2 separate regions of the Mus musculus genome follow, and region 1 is linked to region 2. A link is a contact called in public ChIA-PET data. All regions are on one chromosome and are shown on one strand. The core of a region is the stretch at or near the end of the contact, and the rest is flanking DNA. Distances in the headings are between cores, read along the strand shown.

Region 1 (7,484 bases), core at 3,565-6,064, 350 kb after region 2:
CAGGTGGCTTGCCCTGTGCCCAGCTGGAGGCATAAACTCCTTGGACTGAAAATAGCCAAGAAAACAAACACAATTGCTTCCTGATTCCTACAAAGGATTGAACAGAAGTGCCCAGGCCTTCCCAGGCAATCATAAAGAAGTTTTAAGATCTCAAATTACACTAAGTAGGTTAAGCAAATGGGCAAAGTTTCAATTTCTGCAAAGTTTATTTTTCTAGAACATTAATAATCTCTGGGGGCTGGAGAGATGGTTAAAAACACTGGCTGTTCTTCCAGAGGTCCTGAGTTCAATTCTCTGCAAGCACATGGTGGCTCACGACCATCTGTCTATAGAGGGATCTGATGCCCTCTTCTGGCAATCAGGCATACACACAGTGGAGCGCTCATATTAAATAAATACATAAGTAAACAAACAAACAAATAATTTTTTAAAAAAAATCTGAAGTAATTTTGTACCTTAAAACAAGGCCTTTGCTAACTCTTGAACTTCTGTGTGGGAAAAACACAGGATCTGTTGCTAGGGCCTTTTATAAAGAAACCACTCCCAAGGAAGACAGTTCTCAGATTGGATCTCCCCAAGAGTGAGAGAAGAGGGCAGGAAACATCAAAAAAGAGTGTCTATTGTGAGAAGTGCTAGATTCAAGACATGAACACTCAAACCCAGTCTCCAGACAGTGTGGTCTTAAATGTTCGTCTTAAAGGTCTTAAAGGAATAATTCACCGATTTAGAGTGGAACAGACGTATTGAACATACGTCTGTATCCTTTATGACCTCATGTGAAGGAAGGAAAGGGCTTGAACTATGAATCCTTAAAATTCAGATGTTGAAGCCCCAGTTCTTAGGTTGAGCATATTTCAGAGCTGGGCCTTTGGGAGACCCCCGGGTTTGTATCTGCTACTTTTCCCATCACTATTGCATGATATATAAAGAACCGACTGGGAGAAGGAAGGACTTATTTTGGCTCCAGTTCCAGGGCATTCAGACCATGGTGGCAGAGCAGGCATGTTGGGGGAGCTCAGCTCACAGCAGCACACAGGAAAACAGAGAAGGGGGGCTCTGGCATGGTTCCATTCTTTCTCCCCTTCCTTCTGTTGAGACTCGTCCATAATAGATGGTGCTATTCACACTCAGGATGGGTCTTCCTCCATCAGTGAATCCGCTGGAAATGGATACAGCAACAGGTGGGCCCAATCTAATAGAAGATTTTCACTCCAGTGATGCTGGCAGAGAAGATTAACTATCACAAGGCCTTCGAGTGAGTGGATTTGATGCTCTTAACGGAAGAGAGTCCAAGGGGCTTGGGACACCACTGAGCTTGAACACTACTACCCCAGCCCCGTCATGTGAAAACATCAAGGATGTCATCACCACAGGGAGGGGTCCTCCATGCTGCACCTGACCCTGAAACACCAGTTCTGTGAGCAGATAGGTTTCTTTACACCACTTTTTTTTTCTTGTTTATCTGCAGCAGCCCAACCGGATTAAAATGAGGAAGTGTTAAAGTCCAGGGAGCAGTCTATGAGAGATCAATAAAATAAAATGAAACAAATTAAATAGTACCACGAAGACTACACATATGAGGGATTGGTCTGTGGTTACTTACAAAATAATCAAAATACATAGAGTAACATACATTTTGTAGTATAATTTAAAAAACTTTAATTTAGTACTTAAAATAATCATATAAAGTATACAAAAGATATGGCATGGTCTTTTTAAAGCTCTCTACGTGTATGTGTATGTGTACATGTTTGTGTGTGTGTGTGTGTGTGTGTGCGCACACGCGTGTGCCTCTGCATACTTATGCACTGGTTCAAGTGCCCCTGTATGAGCATATATCACATATATGCAGATGCTCACATAAGACAGGAGAGGGCACTGGATCTCCTGGAATTGGAATGGTTTTCAACCATCTGATTTGTGTGCTAGGAATTGAACTTGGGTCCGCCATAAAAGCAGCAGGTACTCTCAGCTGCTGAGTCCGAGCCCTGCAAACCCTGCTTCCATTTTTAAAGAAATTTTCCATTTTGAAAACCTGGTCTCCCAGCACAACATGAGAAGTATTCCAATACTGCTCTTTCCAGAAATTCTATTCACCTTCAACCAAGCAGCAAGGCTTAGCATATGGCTTGCCCAACCACAAGAGCTCATAGTTGTTGCCATAAGCCCACATGCTACACCGCTCTCTGACTCGTTCCACTTGGAATCTAGGCACCGAAGCTTCTTCTCCAGTCCTATCAACAAAGGTGTGAACTCAGGACAAGAGAGCGACTGACAAAATTCTTGAGTGACCCTAAGTGCTCGCAGAAAATCCGGCAGTTGGAGCAGGACAGGAAAGGGAAACATAATGAGGTTAATGACACAAGCATCCCTGCTTTTGAACCACACACTTTCCAGAAACTTCTCTTCAGCTGAGCCTGTTTCTTCATCCACGACAGGTGTAGGGTTAGGTGAACCGATCCATGCAAGTGCTTCAGACATCATGGCAGCACACAGTGTGTTTCAATTTAGACAGCCTCAGAAGTAAGTCTACAAGGAGATGTGTGAGAAAACAGAGCAAGGAAGTACAGCCCCCCCCCACCCCCACTCCCATCCCCTAGAGGCAGAGCAGCAGCCTGAGTCCAACTGTGTCACCAGTGTTGGGGCCCTGCTTCCAGGTTGAAGACAGACTTAGAGAGACTCCATAATCTATGGCTTTGAGTATGAAAGGAGATGCAAAGGAATCCAAATTGAGTAATTGTATCAAGTATTTGAAGTGTTTGCTTGGTTTTCATTATACTGAGGAACCTTTGAAATCCTCTTGCTTAAAAACCTATCTCAAAACCAAGGCTGTTAAAATGACGTAGTAGGTGAAGGCCACAGTTAGCAACAGACATACAACAACTTGAGTTTAATTTCCTAAGATACACATGGTAGGTAGGAGACCAGAACTGATTCTAGCCGGTTGTCTTCTGAAGTCCATGTTCCTTAGTGCTTCCTTCCCTCACACAAAATAACGACATAAGAATAATAGTAAAAATAACAATAGTACCTCAAAAATAATTTACGAAAATTAAAAGTAACATCACTATATATACATTTATGGAAAGTTTCAAAGTGTTCATACTGCCTAGATATTATGGTTAATCCCAGTAGAATTTTTGATACATATTCATTCACTTTAATCTTGTTTCCTAGCTAAATATATCTCTAAAATCTTTGCTTTTTAAAATGCATTTAATGAAGTCATATTATTTTCGTAAAATAAAACATGTAACATTTTTCACAAGGGCATAAAAGTTTGAAATTGTTGATATTTTATGACTCGTCTCTCTAGACCACACTATTTTAATTGAGAAATGATTCTTTCTATAGAGGCTGAGGTACCTGAGAAACTCAGCAATTTTGCTGGCCACATAATATTCCTGTCTAGCCTTTAAAATTTTTAATTATGTATTTTAAAATCTCCATTTTATATTTTTAATTTCAATGTTTATTTAAATTCTTTGAGAATTTTATATATGAGTACATTGTATTTACATCATTTCCCCCACTCCCTCTCCCCCTCCAACTCCTTTCAAGTCCCCAGTAACACCCTTCTCAAACTCATGTCCTTTTCTCTAAGCGTCTATGTACACAGGGGTGCGCCTGTGTCTACACACTCACACACACAACCTGCACATACAACCCGCTGACTCCAGTTTGTGCTTTCCATACATACTGGGCTGCCCACTTAGCATGCTAAACCCAGCCCCTTCTTCATTGCATGACTTAAGCTAGACTACTAAGCTTTCTGGTGATTTTTTTTCACCAAACTGCACAATTTCCCCACTTCTTTCTGCCTCATTTGTTGCAACTTTTCATTATAGGGCTGTATGAGAGTAACTGGTTATAAGCATTCCACAGACTCAACATCACACTGCCTGAGATCTCCTCTGCCAATAAAATCAGCCTATCACATTTTCATTTACCCTCAGCCGCGTTCTTGGGACATGGGCAGAAGGTAGCCAGAGTCTTTACCAGCCTACTTGTTGGTAGAATCCTTGTATCCCTCTGAACCCTCTAGAGCTGGACTCTCTCTCTGACCTCATTACTGTCTTCCAGGCTCCTACCAGAACACCCACAAAGCTCTGCTTATAACATTCAACATTTTTTTTTTTTTACTCCAAAGTTCCAGAATCTTCTACATCCCTCCAAAACACAGAAATCATGTTCCCTGCCGCGCTGGTATCAGTTTCTAGGTTACTTTTCTGTCGCTGTGATAAGATGGTACGGACAAAAGCAAGGCAAGGAAAAACGAGCTGATCTGGCTTGAGGCTCCAGAGTCCGTAATGTCGGGTAAGGCATGGCGTGCTAACAGAAGCAGGAAGCTGGCTGGTGACACTGTCATCCACACACAGGAAACAGACCGCAAGCACATCCTGGCCCTGGGTGGAAATATGCTCCTGTGCACGGCCCTGCCATTGTGTGGATAAGGCTCCCTTTTGCCGTTAACTCCTACCGTCTTTTCAGGCCATAAAAATTATCAGTCCCATCTAGTCTTTAATGACTGCCTTGCAAACAAGGAGCAGCTTTCCCAAGATCCTAAAGTGTGTGAGTATGGGTGGGGCTGGGGGGTGGACAGGCGCAGCCCAGATGGCTCTGCTGGGCATCTGTGCAATACTACCACCAGGGTACACTGAGCCTGAAGAGATGGGGCAGGATTGGGCTCCAATTAAAGTAGCTGGTTGAAGGTCAGGGCAGAAAATGTGATCTTCAGCCTGACAACAAAGAGATGCCATAAAAGGATCATCGAGGCACCTGGCTCACCCATTATCAAGTTACAGCCCCCACTCATGAGAGTTCAGCGGCTCCCATTGGCTGTGTGGTAAACTCTGTAAGTCTTCAGCTCCCATCCCAACATCCTCTCCCCAACTTGTTTGGTTTTTTTGGTTTTGGTTTTGGTTTTTTTTGGTTTTTTTTTTTTTTTTGCTCTTGCAAGCTCCTGTTTCCTTTCATGTTATCTGAGCTCAAGCTAAAGAATCTATCTATTCACTAGTCAATCTGCAGAGTGACTGATAGGAGACTTAAAAGAGCCAGCCTCTGCCTGGGTGGGGGAAGTGGGGGAAGTGCTCTGCTCTGTGGATGCCCTTGGGCCCTCATGAGTCAGACTGAGGGTAGAATCTACCATTTCTCAAAGTTCTTTGGCTTCTCCCTTGCTATGTTTTCCTATGAGCTATTCTTAAAAGTTATATTCCTTCAGTAAGTCACTTTCACAAAAAACAACAACAAAACAAAAATATTTTTTTTCTTTTTCAGGCTCTGTGTCTAGAGACCCTGATCAACATCATCTGAGACCCTTCCAACTCCTGCATCAAGATGTGTTTGGATAGTTACTGACTACCAGCAATGTACCATAAACACGTGTGTTCTTTCTATGCATAGTATGATTTCATCTCTGTAACAGTCCTGAGCTGTGGGAGCTACTAGTGCTCCCATTTTGCTGAGAGGGCACTTGAGGCTTAGAGTTAAAGATCACTGTCAAGGCTTGAACTGAGCCCTTTATTCTTTCTACCTCACCCAACTGATTCACCAGACTTATCTCTACGATCATTTGCAAATGTCTGTGGAACAATGGAATGAGGCCCAGTTCTGCCTCACTAATGCTCTTTACAGGGATCAGAGTTGGCTGTTGCTTTGTCCTAATTCAAAAAAGTCAATGAGAGTCAGAGCTGTGGTTCTTCAGACCTTTCAGTACCTTCATCAAAAAAAAAAAAAAAAAAAAAACAAATAATTACAACCTCCATACAGCATACATATACCTGAATGAGAAAGCAGCTACATTTGGTCACACAAGGTCATAATCATCTTTTATAAGTGACACAATAAATGAGTAAGCAAATGTCAAAAAAGGAAGTAGAGCAAAGAGAGACAGACTTCAGTTCTCACAGCTAATATTGCCAAGCCGTGGTTCCATATGATGAATAATTGTGATGATTACTATAGCAGTGACAGTGGCTACCACTGATTTTGAGTCCTTACTGTGTTCCCAGCACTGTGCTAAGCAAGGACTTAGAAAGTTCCCTTTCTCCCTCTCTGTCTCTCTCTGTCTGTCTCTCTGTCTCTCTCTCTCACTCTTCCTTGCTCTCTGAGACAGGATCTCATTACATAGCCCTGGCTGGCTGGCCTGGAACTCGTGACGGAGACTCCCTCTGCCCCTGCTCCTGTCTCTGTCCCTGCCCCTGCCTCTGTCCCTGTCCCTGCCCCTGCCTCGAGTGTTAGTAGTAAATGTATACTTCACCACATGCCGCCAAGTGCCGTGGCGTTTTTTACAGTGACCCTATGAGGTGGGACTGGTTGTGTTTACATTCTACAGATGATGCAGCCGAAAGCTTCAGACAGCACAAGAAACTTTCATGAGACCACCTGGCACAGTGAAGTTGTGTGGCAAGTTGTGTGGAAGGGAAGCAGTAGGCTTTGAAAGCCCAGGGAGGGGGAGGTAGCAGTTACTACCGGCCAGAATGGTCAGGATGGGGGAGGGGGATTTAGAAAACAATCACAATGACAGAAAAATCTAAGCCATGCCTTGAGGGATGAGTGAAGAATCCTGTAGTAAAGCAAGAGAAGATGGACTGAAATTTTTATTTCAATCACAGAGAACTTCCTGGATAGCATGGTAGGTATAAGGAGACATTCAGCATTTTCAGGGATGCTACAGGCTTCAAAAGGTGGGGGCAGCCAGGAAACAGACTGAGGAAGCCCTCCTCCAGCAGTCTCCCCTTCTATTCTATCCTGGGCCTGGCGACTGGGATGCTGACACAGACCCGAGAGGGGTCATCCCTGCCTTAGTTATTTCTTTCTAGAAACATCTCCAGAGCTCCCCTAGGAGTATTCTTTACAGATCTTCTAGACATCTCTCAATCTGATTGAGTTGACAGTCAGGATTAACCATGGCAAATAAGATCTGGTAGCCTCAGTGCCCGACTATTCCTGGAGCCGTTCCGTGATACAGTCTTGGCACCCAGAGAACCAATGCCTATCAGTAGCAGAACAACCCCTCAGGTGTTCTGTTAAGTCAACAGCATCACCTCACCTCACCTCACCTCACCCGGACTCACATTACTTAGTCCACTTTGGCTTGCTCATCCGAAATTTATTCCAGAGTACAGACATTTACTGATAAAATGCCGTAGAGGGAAACTAAACAGTGTGGTCCTTGGTCCTCCCTGATCATAACTTGGAGAGACAAAAACCACATAGGCCCTTTCTTAGGGGAAAACTCAGCCTGGGTAGGAATGCATGCCCAGAGGAGCAAGGGAAAAAAATGTTCAAGGATAGAGTGCCTCTGTACAAATAAAAATTAAAAAACGACAACCTAGCTCAGATTCTGGAATCAAAATCATATTGTTTACGTAGAAAGCTGTAAAGCCTTTTGCAGTCTTGAGCTTACATGAAAGTCCCAATATTTACATTGGAAATTCTCATAGAAACAGCCCAAGCGAGACTGCGGAGCTGACTAAATGGTT
Region 2 (7,690 bases), core at 1,185-3,684:
CTTTCTAAGTGTGTGCCTTATGCTCCCTTCAAGTAACCATAGGGCTTGAACCCCACTCACTGAATGCAGCATCGTGAAGCACATAAAATAGAATTTCGACCATTTCTATGTATTCAGCCTATGCATGCTTCCCATGATGTAAATACTGAAACGGAGAATTCCATCTCCTGTGTGTTGAATGAGCAGTGAGTGAATGGGAAGGCAGGGCTATGGGAGCTCTGGCTATGGGCTGTACAGCATCCCTCACCATCCTTTCTCGGGAAAGGCTAAAGCCGAGCACTATAATCAGAAAGGTCTCCTATTGGTCAGGCTTACTTCCAACTGAAGTCTCACTAAACCTCACACTTGAAACAAGATTACCCAACATCAAAGTAGCCTTCAGCTAGAGCACCAGGACACATGCTTTTCTACAGGTCCTGAGACCTGTCTAAATGTGCCCTGTGTCTTCCGTCCCATGGCTTTCCCCCACAGGCACTTGCGGCTGTGCACACAGGGCTGAACGTGCATTGGTAGTGAAAGGCGGGGCTTTCCCTCTGCCCCGCTTACATCTATAGCAGCTCTGCAAGAGGCAGTGGAAGGCACTGGGGAGGGATGAAAATAACACCCTGTGTTCTGGCTTCAGCTGCTTCCCTCAATCTAAGGAGATCGCTTACTGTATGTGCAGGTCTTCATCATACAAGAATGATGGAGACTTTGTTCAACTTTGTTCTGGAGTCTTGAGACTCCCACCACCACTTCTGGTCTCTATCTAATCGGTAGTTATCCCTCAACTTACAAAAGCGCTATAAAATTTCAAATTAAGAAACCAATTTAATTTAAATCCAGAAGAAATGCTGTTCTCCCAAGTAAACAATGTCCTGTTTCATTCACCTAAGATGGAGGTTCCTAGGCAGCATTGCAGAGGAGGAGTTTGAGCTGGGCCTAGAAAGGAGAGCAGGGAAGGAACTTGGCAAGTCCAAAGACTTTCGGGAATCATGACTTCTACCCAGCTGTCCCCGTGACCCCAGGAAATATTACCACCAAGCCCAGCCATTGCTGGGCACCATGGTATCTAGACTATAATGTTTTCTAAACTGGCTCTGACTCATGCCCCTGTCATGGATCTGTCATAGGGAAGGCAGCCTCATCCACTGACATTCTGGTGACAGGTTGGGAGGAGGCTTCAGGAGCAGTTGGACCACGGAAGTGAGCCACAGCTTGGACCCAGAAAGCAGGAAATCAGGGAGAGCTTCCAGACCAAGATCCAGGAGGAAAGAGAGAGGGTCTGCAGAGTGAGGAGTGCTCAGGATCAGCTCTGTACCTCCGACAGTACTAGGAGAAGCAGCACACACAGGACCCTTCCCCCACGCACCTTCTGTGTGAGCACACATTTGCTAAGATCACTGCGCACTGTAAGGTCTTGGGGGATATGCTGTGGTGAAAAAAGCCTAATGATGAACACTGGGACTGTCGGGTTTTCTGAGCCACTCACACACTATTTAAATAGAAAAGTAGCTTCCAGTCAAGTACAGCTTCTCAGAAAAGCTGGCAACATATGATCTCACTTGTAGTACAGTCACTAAAACAGCCGAGAATATCTAGAGGAAGAGTCATCCATGGGCCACCACATTAAATTTTAGAAAAGAATTGAGTGACAGTCCTCAGGTTTCTAAGGTAAGCACTGTGCCCAGGATACATGAAGAAGATCTAGATCATGTCTGTACAGACACAACCTGGTTTATTGACTTTTTTTGGCAGAAATCTTATGTTCCCAGGGAGAATAAGTCTCTAATTACTTTTGGAGTTTCCCTCTCATCCTTGTTTTCTGAAGGCAGCCAGTGCAGGGCATGGGGGGGGGGGCGGGGGGAAGGACCAGCTGGGTATTTCATCTGATGACGGCTTGGGCTGTAAGCAGCTTGCTTTAGCCTGCCACACACACACACACACACACACACACACACACACACACACACCCCAAGCTCTTAGGTGAGATGCCAGCCAAGTAAAGCCTGCTCCATTTTCTAAGCCATGTGAGCTCCCAATGAAGCAAAGCCTTCCCCTGGCCCTGACCACCACCACATGGATCAGGAAAACCACCCAGCTGAGCACAGCTAATGTATAGAATAATGGGGGGGCTAAGCCCCCAATTTTGAGGTAGATTGTTACACAGCAACATGAAACTGGAGCTGCCAGTGAAGGCATCCATCTTTTGGCTACAGGGATTAGGGCTGGGTAAGAACTAATATGAGGAGGCCTGTCACTGTGGGACTGCTGGTCTAGAACTAAAAGGCTGGGCTGAGCCAGCAAATACCACAGGGTACACTTACTACAGAACTCATGAAGAGCAGTTGCAGAAGACCAAGGAGAGGCCGAGCTATAACACAGTAGGAACTGCGTGAACAGGAGCTAGCTAGCCATGAAGAATGGAGAGATGCCAGAGCTAAGCCAGCACAACCCTGGAACTAGAGGACACAGATGCTCTCGGTCACCAGGGCTTCTGACAGCTTTCTGGCCCTCTGAGGCAGGAATGCAGTGTTTTGATCCGAGTTCCCTGTGGTCTCTCATGATTTCCTGTGAGTGCCAACACTTTCAGCCGGTTCTCTGCCAGCTAGTCTTGGTGAATTTCTGTTCCTGGTAACCAGCTACACCAGGACTTTTCCACCTTGAGATTCTGCCATCAAAAGCACAGCAATGAACATGCACGGTAACTGTTCTCAGGGAGAGATTACTTCAGTGAGGAGAGAAGAAAGATCGATCAACTCCTCCCCACAGTGCTGGTGGGAAATGAGCCACAGAAGTCCCTGCCCACATTCCTGATACAGAGTGAAACCAATAAGAACACAACCAAGTTAAAACCACAGCAGCAGCCAGACTGCGCAGGAAGTGGCCAACTAAGGAACAGGGTCCTGTTGCACAGCTCCGCCAGGCTGGCCTCCTGCTCAGGTCACCTAAGAGCTGCGACTGCAGGCATGTGCTACTGCACTACACTGAAGTTAACAGGCTCATAAAGCTAGCAGTAGCTACTCTGAGAAGCGATAAAAATACAGAAAACTCTTTCTTATACTCGACCGAACTAGGGAGGGACACAGTTAATGATGGTTCTTGTATCTTTTGTTTATAGAGCGGAGGAAAAAAACAATTGGATAGAAAGAGAAGAGACAAGTGACCCTGGTCCAATTCAAAGCTAGAAAACCACTGTACGCACGCACGCACGCACGCACGCACGCACGCACGCACGCACGCACCACCACAGAGAAGCAGCACCTGAGTATCTGAGAAGGAACCAAGAGCAAGAGGTAGCATGTAATTCGGGATGGCCACCAAGGCTGGAGCCTGAAGCAGGGTGGCGGCGGAGCTCCGCACTGATTGTGAATGTGGGACATAGAGTAAAGGCAGAGGCCATACGGGTCTAGGAGATGTGAAACGGAAGGGCTGGTGTTGTGGCTCCGCAGTACAGTGCATGTCTAGCACGCAGAAGGCCATGTGTTCTGTCTCCAGCACCCATCCCATACTGGACATGACTGACAGCAAATGTTATGTTTCAGAGCAAGGCAACAGTGCTTAAATGTAGAAATATTGCTTACAAATATCATGAAATTTAAAACAGAGAAAAAGATTTTAAACATATATGTGTCTTGTGAAACAGTATCAAAACATACATACATACATGGGTGAATGTACACTCACACACATAAGCATACACACACACACACACACACACACACACACTCCAAGAATCTTAACAAATCCTAAGAAGAAACATAACATCATGATAAGACCTGCCATCGGGGGTCTGAAAAGATGACTTAGATGTAAGAGGGGTTGCTGCTCTTGTAGAGGACCCAGGTTTGACTTCCAGTATCTACGTTGGGCAACTCACAACTGCCTGTATCTCCAGCTCCAGAGGATCGAATGCCCTTTTCTGTTTACGGGTACCAGCATACATATGCACACACATGTATACACACACAAATAGAAAGAAAGTAAGTCTCTTTAAAAAAAAATACACCACCATTTAAGAAAATTATAGCTGGGCATGGTGGCTCACGCCTTTAATCCCAGCACTAGGGAGGCAGAGGCAGGCAGATTTCTGAGTTCGAGGCCAGCCTGGTCTACAGAGTGAGTTCCAGGATAGCCAGGGCTACACAGAGAAACCCTGCCTCAAAAACCAAACAAACAAAAAAGAAAATTACAAAAAAGATGTTCACTCTCCTCCATTCACTAACAGAGCTATGCTAACAATTTGAAGTGCTGACAAACACTTCAAGTCCATCAAACCAGCAGCACTAAGGCCAATGTGAACATGAACGTGGGTTGTGTTGCTGCTTGCACACTGTGTTGATGGTTCCACATGAGGTCTGACACATAGTACCTGTGAGGTGCATCTGGCTTGAGTTTGCACTCAGTGTTCACCCACTAAGGAATAAACATACGAGGACTTGTATGTAAATGCCCACAGGAGCTCTGTTCAAGGGAACAATGAGTAGAACACCAAGATGTTAATAGACCTGGGCAGGACAACCACAGATGCTTTCTTCTCTCCATATTTCAAACCCATTTTCAAAACTGGAAAGCTAAATAAGCAAGAAAAGATTTAAAACAAAACAAAACAAAAAATGAGGAAGAAAAAGTCACCATGGGTTAGGAGTCAAGAAAACATGGCCTGAGGGCTGGCCAGTTGGAGTTAGGAGCAGCCCAGATGAAACATATTGAGTAAGAACTCGGGGTTATTGATGGGAAAGTAGATTGTAATAGCACGGGATATGTAATAATAGTATAGAATAGGTATCTGCCCAGCTCTTGTGATGTTTAAGGCTTATTGTAAATCTAAAGCTTGCGTGTGCCTTTTATCCAGGAGCTAAATGGTCACAGGCACAACCCCTGGATTGTGATTACATTTTCTACAAAATAAAACAACAACAAAAACCCCAAGTGAACACCCTCGGACTTTCTTACTTTAACTTTTTACCAGCAGGTACCTCTTGTGAGCATAACTAAAGATTCCCTGCTTGCCCTTGGCCAGAAGTAGGTAGTGCCTGCCCCTTCTGTGGTTCAGATGAGAAGGGTGAAGCCCAAGGAAAGAGGTGTTGACCCTAAAGCAATGAATGGAGCCTCAAAATCAGAAGAACTTAATATCAGAAGAAGTTAATGCAAGCAGCTCATAGCCACTGTAACTCGAGCTCCCAATGTCCCCTTCTGACCTCCACAGGCACCAAACATGCACATGGTTACACATAAATGCATCAGGCAAGCACTCATCCACTTAATAAATAAATAAATAAATAAATAAATAAATAAATAAATCCAAACCAAGCACATAGGCACCACGTGCAGCGTCCTAGCAAAACGTAAAAGACCTTACTTGTTACCCAACCCCACACACTTCTTCTCTCATAAACGCAAGCCCAAGGTCATCTCTTCTCTAGACATAACTCAAAAGGCTCCTCCGGCACAGCTGTCCTTTCCCATCGCCTGCCTTTGAGATACTGCATCTTGTGCTGTCTCGCAGTAGACACAGAAGGCTCCCATTTCAGTGACTCTAGCACAGCACTTCCTCAAGCTTAGGACATTTCGAAAGCATACCCAGGGCACTCAGGAAAACGGGAGCCAGGCTTCAGCAGGCTGGAGTGGGCGCCACAGTTCTGTTTCTGCTGTTGCGGTTTGTTTGCTTTTTAACAGTGTCTTTCTACAGAGCTCAAGCTGATCCCAAGTCTGCTACTCCCTCAGTCTGCATGAGGTCCTACACAGCCGGCTAGGGGGACAACACATACACCTGGCCCACTTCTGCACTTCTAGTGAAGAAATCCATAGAGTCCACCCTAAAACGGGGTACCCTGGTAGTTCAAAATTAAGGCCCCCAAAGAGTAGCAGATGCTGGAAGAGGTTTCTGAAGTTCCCATATCTGTCTAAAGATCAGACTCTCGAAAGAATAATGCAATTGCCTTTGCCACTTCTCTCGCTGTCATGGACTAACCTCGGTTCAGCAGGAGAAAGTAGAAACACACTACTCAGATTTGTGCATGAGTCCCTGTCTATGTCTAGCCCACTTGGTTCCAGGCACTTTTTATGATCTGAGCCCCAGGGCTGCTCATTTACCTAGAACCGTTTACTGCCCCTCACAGTTTAGACTCCAGTTTTGCCCCCTCCACCATGAGGAAGTAGGTATAAGCGCCTGGATCACACTGGGCTATGGGGGAGCAACACTCTGTGACGGCTCTCCGTGCACAGCACGTGGGTTTGTTAAACCCTCTTGTTTATTACAGCAGAGCTGCAGCGGCTGTTCCTTTTATTTCACACTAACAAGCTCCAACCTGAGGTCTAGCTAGCTACTTGGCTCCTGAACTACACTACAAGTCTGTATTTCCCTATAATAAAATAAAAGCAAAGAGAAGTTTGTTTCTCCCATAGAGCTTAAAGTGCCATACTTTATTTCTGAGTGTACAGGAGACCTGTGATCCACTCCTCCACCTCCCAGCAGCAACTGGTACAGCCAAATCCCTTTTTGTTATACATTTGCATGTCTGTTATATATTCTAAACACAACACAACACACACACACACACACACACACACACACACACACACACACACACACACCTTCTGTAGGAAGGTAAGTACTAGAATTCATGAAAATGATTTTGTAATTGTAAAAATGATCGAGAGTTTAACACGAGAAAATATAAATTGGCTAGCTTTGAAAAGACCCTTTATTACGTTAAATCAGCAAAATTAGTTGCAGGAAGATGCAGCTTTATAGCTGTATTTTAAACTGAGCATAAAGTTTGGAGGGTGAGTGTTGTGGGCTTGGTCTAGTGCTGATTGTACTATGTTAATCTAAGTCCCCCAAACTGCACAAGAAATCCACACATCTTCATGATACTGAGGGTCCCTCCCCTAGTTGGTTTTGATTGGTAAGTAAAGTTGCTGGCGGCCAATGGCTGGGCAGGAGACAGAGGCAGGCCTTTTAGGATTCCCTGGGCAAGGGATGGAGGAAGAAGGAGGGAGAGATCTGCCATGCTGGAAGGAGAACCAAGACACCATGCCTGAGAAGGCGTGGAACAGAGAACATAGCTTCCATGTAGGAGCCAGGGGGATGCAGCATGACTGGGTCTAGGGCAGCAAAAATGGAACTCAGATTTTAGTAAGTAATAACTTGTTACAGGAGTTTTCCTGTCCTATCACATTAGGTCAGCAGGAGGCCTGTGATTGGACAGGGAAAAGGGAGGCGGAGCTAAGAGTTGCGGGAGACAGAGAATGGCTCAGGGGAGGCAGAGGAAGGCCAACATTGAGGCAGATGTGAACCAGTATGGCTTTAACCAGTCACAGGTAGTTATGATATCATAAGGTTTGAATAATTGGGATAAAGCTTTCATCATTATCAATTGTTTCTGAAATTATTGTATTGGCATCTTGTAAATTGAGAATTTACTGATACATAAGTCTGACCGTTTAATTACGAGGTTCAAGAGTTTGGATTGACTTGGCTGATGGGTGGTGTGGTGGCTGACCGTGGGGTGGACAGTCACTTCGGGAAGCTTATCACAGCCACTCTGGGGAGTTGGCAAGATAAGAGAAGCTGGAGGCAAAGAGAGGGGTGCTCCAGCCCTGCTGGAGAGTTGGCGCGTAGAGACAGAGCCGGCAGGACCGCAGTGGGGCCGAGAGTTGGTGGCACATGTGCAGGAACGTGTTGGTCCTTTTTAAAAATATTTCC

The links. ChIA-PET counts read pairs in DNA pulled down with a chosen protein or histone mark.
Region 1: a contact with region 2 is called in an RNA polymerase II ChIA-PET map of memory CD8 T cells, with 8 read pairs. The contact joins two enhancer-like sites. A contact is called at or near these places in 2 of 484 Hi-C or Micro-C datasets (bone marrow-derived macrophages and nephron progenitors) and 1 of 115 datasets of contacts at active chromatin or transcription factors (memory CD8 T cells).

Annotation. Positions count from the first base shown.
Region 1 is chr17:50,328,846-50,336,329 of GRCm38.p6, reverse strand. No RefSeq gene overlaps it. Among named protein-coding and RNA genes, the nearest start is that of Dazl, 39 kb to the right of the region's middle. Within about 2 kb of position 4,814, at least 83 of the 459 cell types and tissues checked have an H3K27ac peak or open chromatin away from gene starts, as enhancers often do. A contact at or near this core is called in memory CD8 T cells, where this site is marked.
Region 2 is chr17:50,673,240-50,680,929 of GRCm38.p6, reverse strand. All of the region lies in intron 5 of Plcl2 (phospholipase C-like 2), which reads right to left. Among named protein-coding and RNA genes, the nearest start is that of Gm41598, 110 kb to the left of the region's middle. Within about 2 kb of position 2,434, at least 149 of the 459 cell types and tissues checked have an H3K27ac peak or open chromatin away from gene starts, as enhancers often do. A contact at or near this core is called in memory CD8 T cells, where this site is marked.